Linked DNA regions of Triticum aestivum: region 1 is linked to region 2. A link is a contact called in public Hi-C data. All regions are on one chromosome and are shown on one strand. The core of a region is the stretch at or near the end of the contact, and the rest is flanking DNA. Distances in the headings are between cores, read along the strand shown. Region 1 holds the start of LOC123145485 (RINT1-like protein MAG2). Region 2 has its middle 88 kb from the start of LOC123145484.

Region 1 (3,483 bases), core at 311-2,810, 100 kb before region 2:
AAGATTTTTTTCCCAATTCTAGGAAATTATCAAATTAAATTATCATCTTAATAAGAGAATTAAAAGATTCTGCTAGTAGCCTAGTACCTCCCTGCCATAAGGGTGATTTCACTCATTAATTTGGCATTTCAAATCAAACCCGCTTTTTTTCGGCTTCTTCATTGTCGAAGAACTCGGTGCAATCGTCACAGTGTTATTTTATTTATTTCTCAAGTGTGGTCGTTTTAAAAACTAAACTTCTAGTCCAACCACCACCAAGACTCCTGCACCAACCAAAACACTCCACTGCCTAAGAATTAAGCATGGAAAGAATATTGGCTGCCATAAGGATAGGAAAACATAATGAATGTTCTGGTTTTGACACTCCTGTCAGTGGAAGATCGCTGATAATGCAGTTACAGACAGGACTAATAGCTAACTGTGGCTCGTGAATAAAGAATCAGCAACTAACAATCTAACATGGACACAATAATGAAATGCCCCCACAAATTTCTAGTTAACTACAGGGACAAAAGGCAACCCATAGATCCACATTATCAAAATGAGGCTCACTTACAGGAGCTGCCAGATCCATGCCATAATTGAGGGCCAGAACAGTTATCATCATCCATCCTAGCTGTACTGAGCTAGATCTGTATCAACCAAACTTAACTATTAACCTAACCAAACAGACGATTTGCCACATAAAACCACTCTGCTCCTGCACAGACACTAAGTCCCATCACACCAAACACTCGTACGACATATTAAGCAATGAGCCGCTGGTCTCAACTCTCAACTCTCAACTCATGAATCATAACACATTATGCCTAAACAAACATAACCATCATAAGAGGAAATAGACATCATAGCAAATTGTCAATATAGTGTTTATCATTCGAAATTTAAGCCAGAGCGTGGCACAATGATCTAAAGTGTGATCTTCAGAGATGCTCACCAGCGTAATCTCTAACCATGTCTACTCTCGCCACGTCGGTGGCCAGGGGAGGGAGTTGTTCAAACAGCATCTTCTCGCTCCCAGCCTCCACATCTTCTCTAACCCCTAGAAAAACCCCAAGAAATAGAATTACAGCTTAGCAGCAGCATACGTCAACTAGAGAAGCTCGAAAATCAGTAATTCCATGAGCATTTGCTTAAGATACCCGTCTTGTCGGTGGAGGCCTTGAGGGCGGCGAGGCCACCGCGCACGGCGCAGAGGGCGGAGCCAGCGGCCCCGAGGGAAGAGGAGTACGCGGCGGCCACATCCGCGAGGCGGGCGGACAGTTCGGCGACCGAGGACTCGAGCTCCGCGCAGCGCCCGCGGATCTCGGCCTCGACGTCTGCGGCCGCGGCGAGGTCGGCCGGGGAGCGGAAGCGGACGTCGAGGAAGCGCCGGAGCTCTGGGGTGATGTGCGGGGGACTATGGAGCAGCGGCGACGGAGCCGCCGCTTCCATGGCGCGAACGGGTCCCCCCGGCTTAGGGTTTGGATCGCGGAGAGGAGTCGAGATGGGGGAAGCGGGGAGGAAGACCGGCGAAGGCAATCAGAGTACTGATGCTCCAGGCTGTAGTTTTTGTTTTTCTGAGGAACGGAGAGCTGTAGGTTGTAATCTTGGGCGTCGATTTGAGCGGGCATCGCTATGTCTCGCGTTCAGCGAGTCGAAGCTTCCGACTCGCTGAACCACGCGAGCTTATGGGCCGGCCCAGGTCCCGGGTACTACACTGCCTCGTTTTTCTCTGTTTTTTTTCACGTTTTTATTTCATTTTTTTGTTTCACTTTTTTAATTTTTTTACACTTTCAAATAGTCTAAATATATATATTACAAAAACATAGTTTAAATAATATTTATAAAAATGTTAATCATGCATTTAAAAAAATATTGAAGAAGTATTTATAAAATGTCGAACGAGTATTTGAAAAATCTTGAATAAGTATTTGAAAAAAGGTTGAACAAGTACTTCATTTTTTGATCATGTATATAAAAATGTTCAACAAAATCTGAAAAATATTGAACAAGTATCTAAAAAATGTTGAACAAGTATTTGAAAAACTGTTGACCATGTATATAAAAATATTAAACAAGTATTTGAAAAATGTTAAACAAGTATTGAAAAAATTTAAATTGTATATTAGAAAAATATTGTTGACATATACAAAAAATGTACAATAATAACCAAAAAAAGAAATGAAAAAAACAAGAAAGAAAGTGCAAAAAAGAATGAAAAAATTGAAGAAGAAGAAAGAAAACAAAAAAGGAAAAAGCCTCAAAGAAAACCGGTTTGAAATAGCCTCAAGTATGACACGCACCTACTACTTATCACTAACTTGACTTGGGCGGAGTGGTAGCAGCATCTGCGGATCAAACCTTGGTTCTCCCTTTACCTAATCTATTTTTCTTAATATATGCGTGCGCGAATGGGCCGACCCAATACGAAGCAGGGAGAGGAAAAATCCTCAGCGAGAGCTCCCTCTCGTCTCGCTTAATGCGAGAAATAGACACCACAGATTTGAGCGGGGTAAGTGTTGATGATGAGGTCGATGACGCGAGGTTTGATGGGCTCGGTCGTTGAGACCTAATATGGGTCGTGCCATCGCAACTTGGGACATGTATGCACGATCCACCTGCGTGAACTATATCTCGTGGTTATAGTGAGCTGGAAGAATGTCTCGCGTAGACCATTTTACACTCCTGTTGTTTATTGGACCGACCCAGTTCGATCTTTTTTCTTTCATTCGCTGGCTTTCTCCCTCGCTTGATCGCTACTCTTCGTTGGTTTAGTTCGGTTTTTCTCATTTTGTAGTTTTCTTCTATTGTCTCTTTTTCAATTACTTTGTTTCTTCATGGTTTTCTTCAGTTTTTTGCTTGTCATTTGTTTTTTCATCGGTTTTCTTCATTCCTTTCACGATTGTTACTGATTTTTTTTCTTGGTTTTCACTATTTTTTGCGTTTCTTTCATTGTTCCTTTTCTCCTTTTTATTTGTTACCTTCTCATGTTTCATTTTTTTCATTGGTTTCCTTCGGCTGCCATTTTCTTTTTGTTTCTTGTATTTTAGATTTTATTCTGTTTTGTTGTTTCTTGTCTATTTTTAAGGTGTTTCTTTTTTGTCAACACATATCTATTTTTTCAATACATCACATACATTTGTAGTGTACACGTGAAACATTTTTTGGCAAAAGATTGAATATATTTTAAATATATGATATACATTTTTTTCATAAATGCTTTGAATAGATGAACAATGTTTTTCAAATACACATTGAACATTTTTTATGGCAATAAACTTTTTTTCAAAAACTGAACGACCATTTCTTAAATACATGATACATATTTTTTAAAACATATGTTTTTTATGTCTAAATTTTCCATATACATTTGTAGATTTTTCTATATATTAGAACATTTTTATACACATCTACCATTTTCCAAGTACATGATTGACATTTTTCTAAAACTTATATTATTTGATATCTACTATTTCCATACACATTTGTATATTTTTTTGT
Region 2 (3,745 bases), core at 309-2,808:
TTAAGGCCCATTGTTAACGCACTACCAGGGTAAAAGAGAGTCCAAATATACTCATTATTCAAACACTTGAGAAAAAGTATCCTGTTTCAACCGAAATCACTAATTAAGGAGTACTCGTTGCAAATAACACTCCATCTTCCCAGGTCACGACAAGTGGCGCACATGCAGCGCGCCACTTGTCGCAACCTGGGAGTTTTCCCTTTTTTCGTAGATTCGTTTATTCAAAACGTTTTATCTCTTAAACCGTGCGTCCAAATCTCAAACCGTTTTCACCATTGGATTCCTCGCGTCGAGATCTTCAAAACTAGATCCCATGTTGATAGGTTTTGACGAACTTTTTTTTCATGAAAAAACCAGACAAAAAAACCAAACCGGGAGCACGGTTTTTTCCCTTTTCGAAAGAAGCACGTCCGTGCCTCTCGCGAAATCACAACCGTGCCTCTCGTGGAAGCAAAACCGTGACTCTCGTGTAAAGAAAAAAAAAACAAACAGAAAACGCGTTTTTTTCCTTTCCGAAAGAGGCACGCCCGTGACTCTCGCGAAAGCACAACCGTGCCTCTGGCAAAAGAAAAACCGTGACTCTCGTGAAAGAAAAAAAAACAGAAAACACGTTTTTTTTCCCTTTCCGAGAGGCACGGCCGTGACTCTCGCAAAAGCACAACCGTGCCTCTCGCGGAAGCAAAACCGTGACTCTCGCGGAAAAAAAAACAGAAAACACGTTTTGTTTTTCCCTTTCCGAGAGGCACGGCCGTGACTCTCACGAAAGCACAACCGTGCCTCTCGCGGAAGTAAAACCGTGACTCTCGCGAAAGAAAAAAAACAGAAAACGCGTTTTTTTTCGTTTTCGAAAGGCACGGCCGTGACTCTCGCGAAAAAAAACGTGACTTTTCACGAAAGAAAAAAAAGTAAACGCGTTTTTTCGCGCAAAATTTTTTTTTTTCAAATATTTTTTGATCGAAACGCTAAGGAAGACCGGGGAAAAACCAAAACGTCAAAAAACTCGGGGAAAAAACCGTTTAAAAAGCTGAAAACGCGTGCGAAAAAATAAAAAAAAACAAAATCTGGAGGGAGCGTCCAGAGCGCGACACGTGGCGAATGGCTGAGAGCGCGCAGGTGGCGCTGATCGTTGCGAGGCTCCCGAAGGAGCCCTCCTTAACTAGTTGCTTCGAGTTTCAACGCCCAGGGGGTGAAACCGGCGCGTAGGTGTATGAAGTAGTAGGACCAATTCAACCATGGAGCGTCACCACATATCAGAACAGCCACCGAGAACCAGTCGGCGAGCGCCCGTTTCGTCTAGCCTAGCCTAGCTAGCCCCCGAGAGGCGACCTACGTGCGCGCATCCACCGCCCCCATCACCCACGCACGCTGGCTGATCTCAGGGTCGTACCCAAGTACGACACGCAGCAGCGAGCCCACCAGAAAGACCAGAGCCGAGCACGCAACGCGCACCGCCGAACCATCGCCGTCAGCTCATCACCGCCCGCCCGCCCGCACGGCCGGAGACGCATCGCATCGCATTGCAGGCGCGCACGACAAAACCACCCTACGTGGCCGCAGCGCGCACCGCGGATGCCGCCCCGCCAACCTCCCTCCCAGGCCCAGGCCCCTTTTCCCGATACGGCAACTGTACCGGTCGTTCAACGGCGGAGAACGGACGCGGACGCGGACGTCCACCTCGGCCGATCGACCCCGGCGTCGTGGGCCACGGGGGAATTGCATGCCACGGAAAGGCAGCTGGCGCGGTCGTTTGCGTGAACGGCGAGAGCTCCATGACGGCGCCGAGACGACTAGTCCGGCCCGCCCGCCCCATGCGGCCACGCCTCTCGCGGCTGCCTTTTCCTTCCCCCCTTGGCTTGCCGTCTCGCCCTCATCCTCCGGCCCATGAGGGCTCCTTTGCGCGATTCTGGAAGACCCAACCTTCCAAGTTGGGGGAGACGACGGGGCTCCACGCCAGCCAGCCTCCCCCTCCCCCAACTCGGCGGACAGGGACGGGTGCTACCGTGCGAGTACTTTCGCCGATCACCAATCGGGCCAATCACCCGCCTGAGAGACGCACAGTAATCCCGTACGGAAAAGCAACAGGGACGGACCTGGGCCTGGCTGAATGAACACGGCAAATTTCCCTTTTTCTTTTCTCTTTCCTGCATATGTACGACGAGGAGGACGACGACGAGGCGTGAGTGCATGCGTGCCCCGTCGTTCAACCGGTCGATGAACCCGAGGGTTACTGTGGGCGGTGTGAAGTGTGATCTCCTGCTTGCTGTTACTTACTCGACGTACAATGATTTCATGATCATCCAACAGCAGGGAAGCGTCCCATGCAATGATGCGGAGACGGTGTAGTAAACCGAAAGCTGCTTCGCGATTGGTCGCTTGGTCGGTTTGTTCTTTAAGCAAGCAAGCAACTAGGACGAGCACGTACAAGGCGGACAGAGAAGAAGCGAAGGCCCACCTCACTGTCGCCGATTGCTACTAATATCTGCACCGCCGGAGAAGCCTTTTCCTGACAGCGAGCGATGCCCGCTGCACTTCCGCAACAAAATACCGGCCGGCCGGCCCCGTTCCTTTCCCCCCGTTCTTTATCCCGATCCATCCCTGTGCGTGCGGTCGCGTCGGATTTGGTTTTGGGGTCGTGGTAACCCCCTATCTCTCTCTCTGTCTGTTCGCGTAACCGAGATCGCGCCCATGCATGCAACTGAGCCACTAGGGCAGGGCTAGGGCGTCGCCATGATTAATGGAGGTTAACGTCTCGTCCGTCGTCTCTGCCGCTTCTCTCTTTTCTTTCCCTTGCCTGGGTCGGAAAGGATAAGAAAGGGACCGGGGGCAGTTAACGCTCCACAAACCCCAGCACTGAGGCCGGCGACGCCCACAATCGACAGCCTACTACGTGCTGCTGCTCTTTACACGTGTGGCTCGGCCTCTGGCGGCCCAAGCCACTGAAACCGGGAGTGTCGAACCACTTGGTAACCAACCAGTGTTCTAGATGAATCAGCAACTAGATCGCGGCGCCTTTTCGATCGATCTCTTCCTGCTCTTTTCCCCCTGTGCTGTATGACATGAACTGCATGTAAGTAACCGGTCTGTTTTATTTGAGTTGAATTGGCGCCTGCGAGGACGTCAAATGATCAACAAAAAAAGCATGTTTGGCCGGCTGGCCGGCCGAGGAAATGCATGCATGGAGAAATGATTACGGGCGGACGTTTTGCCATCACGATACATGATTGCCTCCGCGCGCACACACACATCCATCTCTGTCAGCGTTGTCACGTACAGCATGCAGCGAGCTCCATGTTGCATGACCGAACGAGAAAGAAAAGGCGACGGCCGGCCCACCCGCCTGACTGGTTGGTGTTACGTAGTACGTTCTCATTGCCCGCCGCATTATTGCGGCTACCTCACGCTGATTTCGACGGGAAATTAACCGTAGCTATCGTTCGTGGCCGCAAGAAGGGTCGAAAGGTTAAGGAAGGTGATTGGATCGACGCTGACATGCGGCTATAGGTAGGCTTCGCTCGTCATGAACTGGGCCGGGGCGTCTTCTTCTGATTTGATTTGTCGGGTGTCATGTTTTTTCTCATCATCTCATGCATTTAGCATGCTGACTGTCTCATGAGCTCATCTCCTGCGTGTGAATTAAGCTCCAGAAGCACAGTAACTCCAAGCAGTTTGATTAGCAAAGAGTTCCGGCAGCGTGGGGCAGAATGAATGGGCTATCTGACACATGGAACTCGCACTTTTAGTACCC

The links. Hi-C and Micro-C count contacts between places; a contact is called where the count stands out from the background.
Region 1: a Hi-C map of leaf shows a contact between it and region 2, with 7 times the contacts expected there. The contact joins the promoter of LOC123145485 here to the enhancer-like site in region 2. A contact is called at or near these places in 4 of 5 Hi-C or Micro-C datasets (leaf and an unstated tissue) and 1 of 1 datasets of contacts at active chromatin or transcription factors (leaf).

Annotation. Positions count from the first base shown.
Region 1 is chr6D:414,259,388-414,262,870 of IWGSC CS RefSeq v2.1, reverse strand. LOC123145485 (RINT1-like protein MAG2) reads right to left here and starts at 1,560. Exons shown (of 4, transcript XM_044564912.1): 1 at 1,143-1,560; 2 at 938-1,042. The coding sequence starts at 1,434.
Region 2 is chr6D:414,158,329-414,162,073 of IWGSC CS RefSeq v2.1, reverse strand. No RefSeq gene overlaps it. Among protein-coding and RNA genes, the nearest start is that of LOC123145484, 88 kb to the left of the region's middle. Within about 2 kb of position 1,558, at least 4 of the 8 cell types and tissues checked have an H3K27ac peak or open chromatin away from gene starts, as enhancers often do. A contact at or near this core is called in leaf, where this site is marked.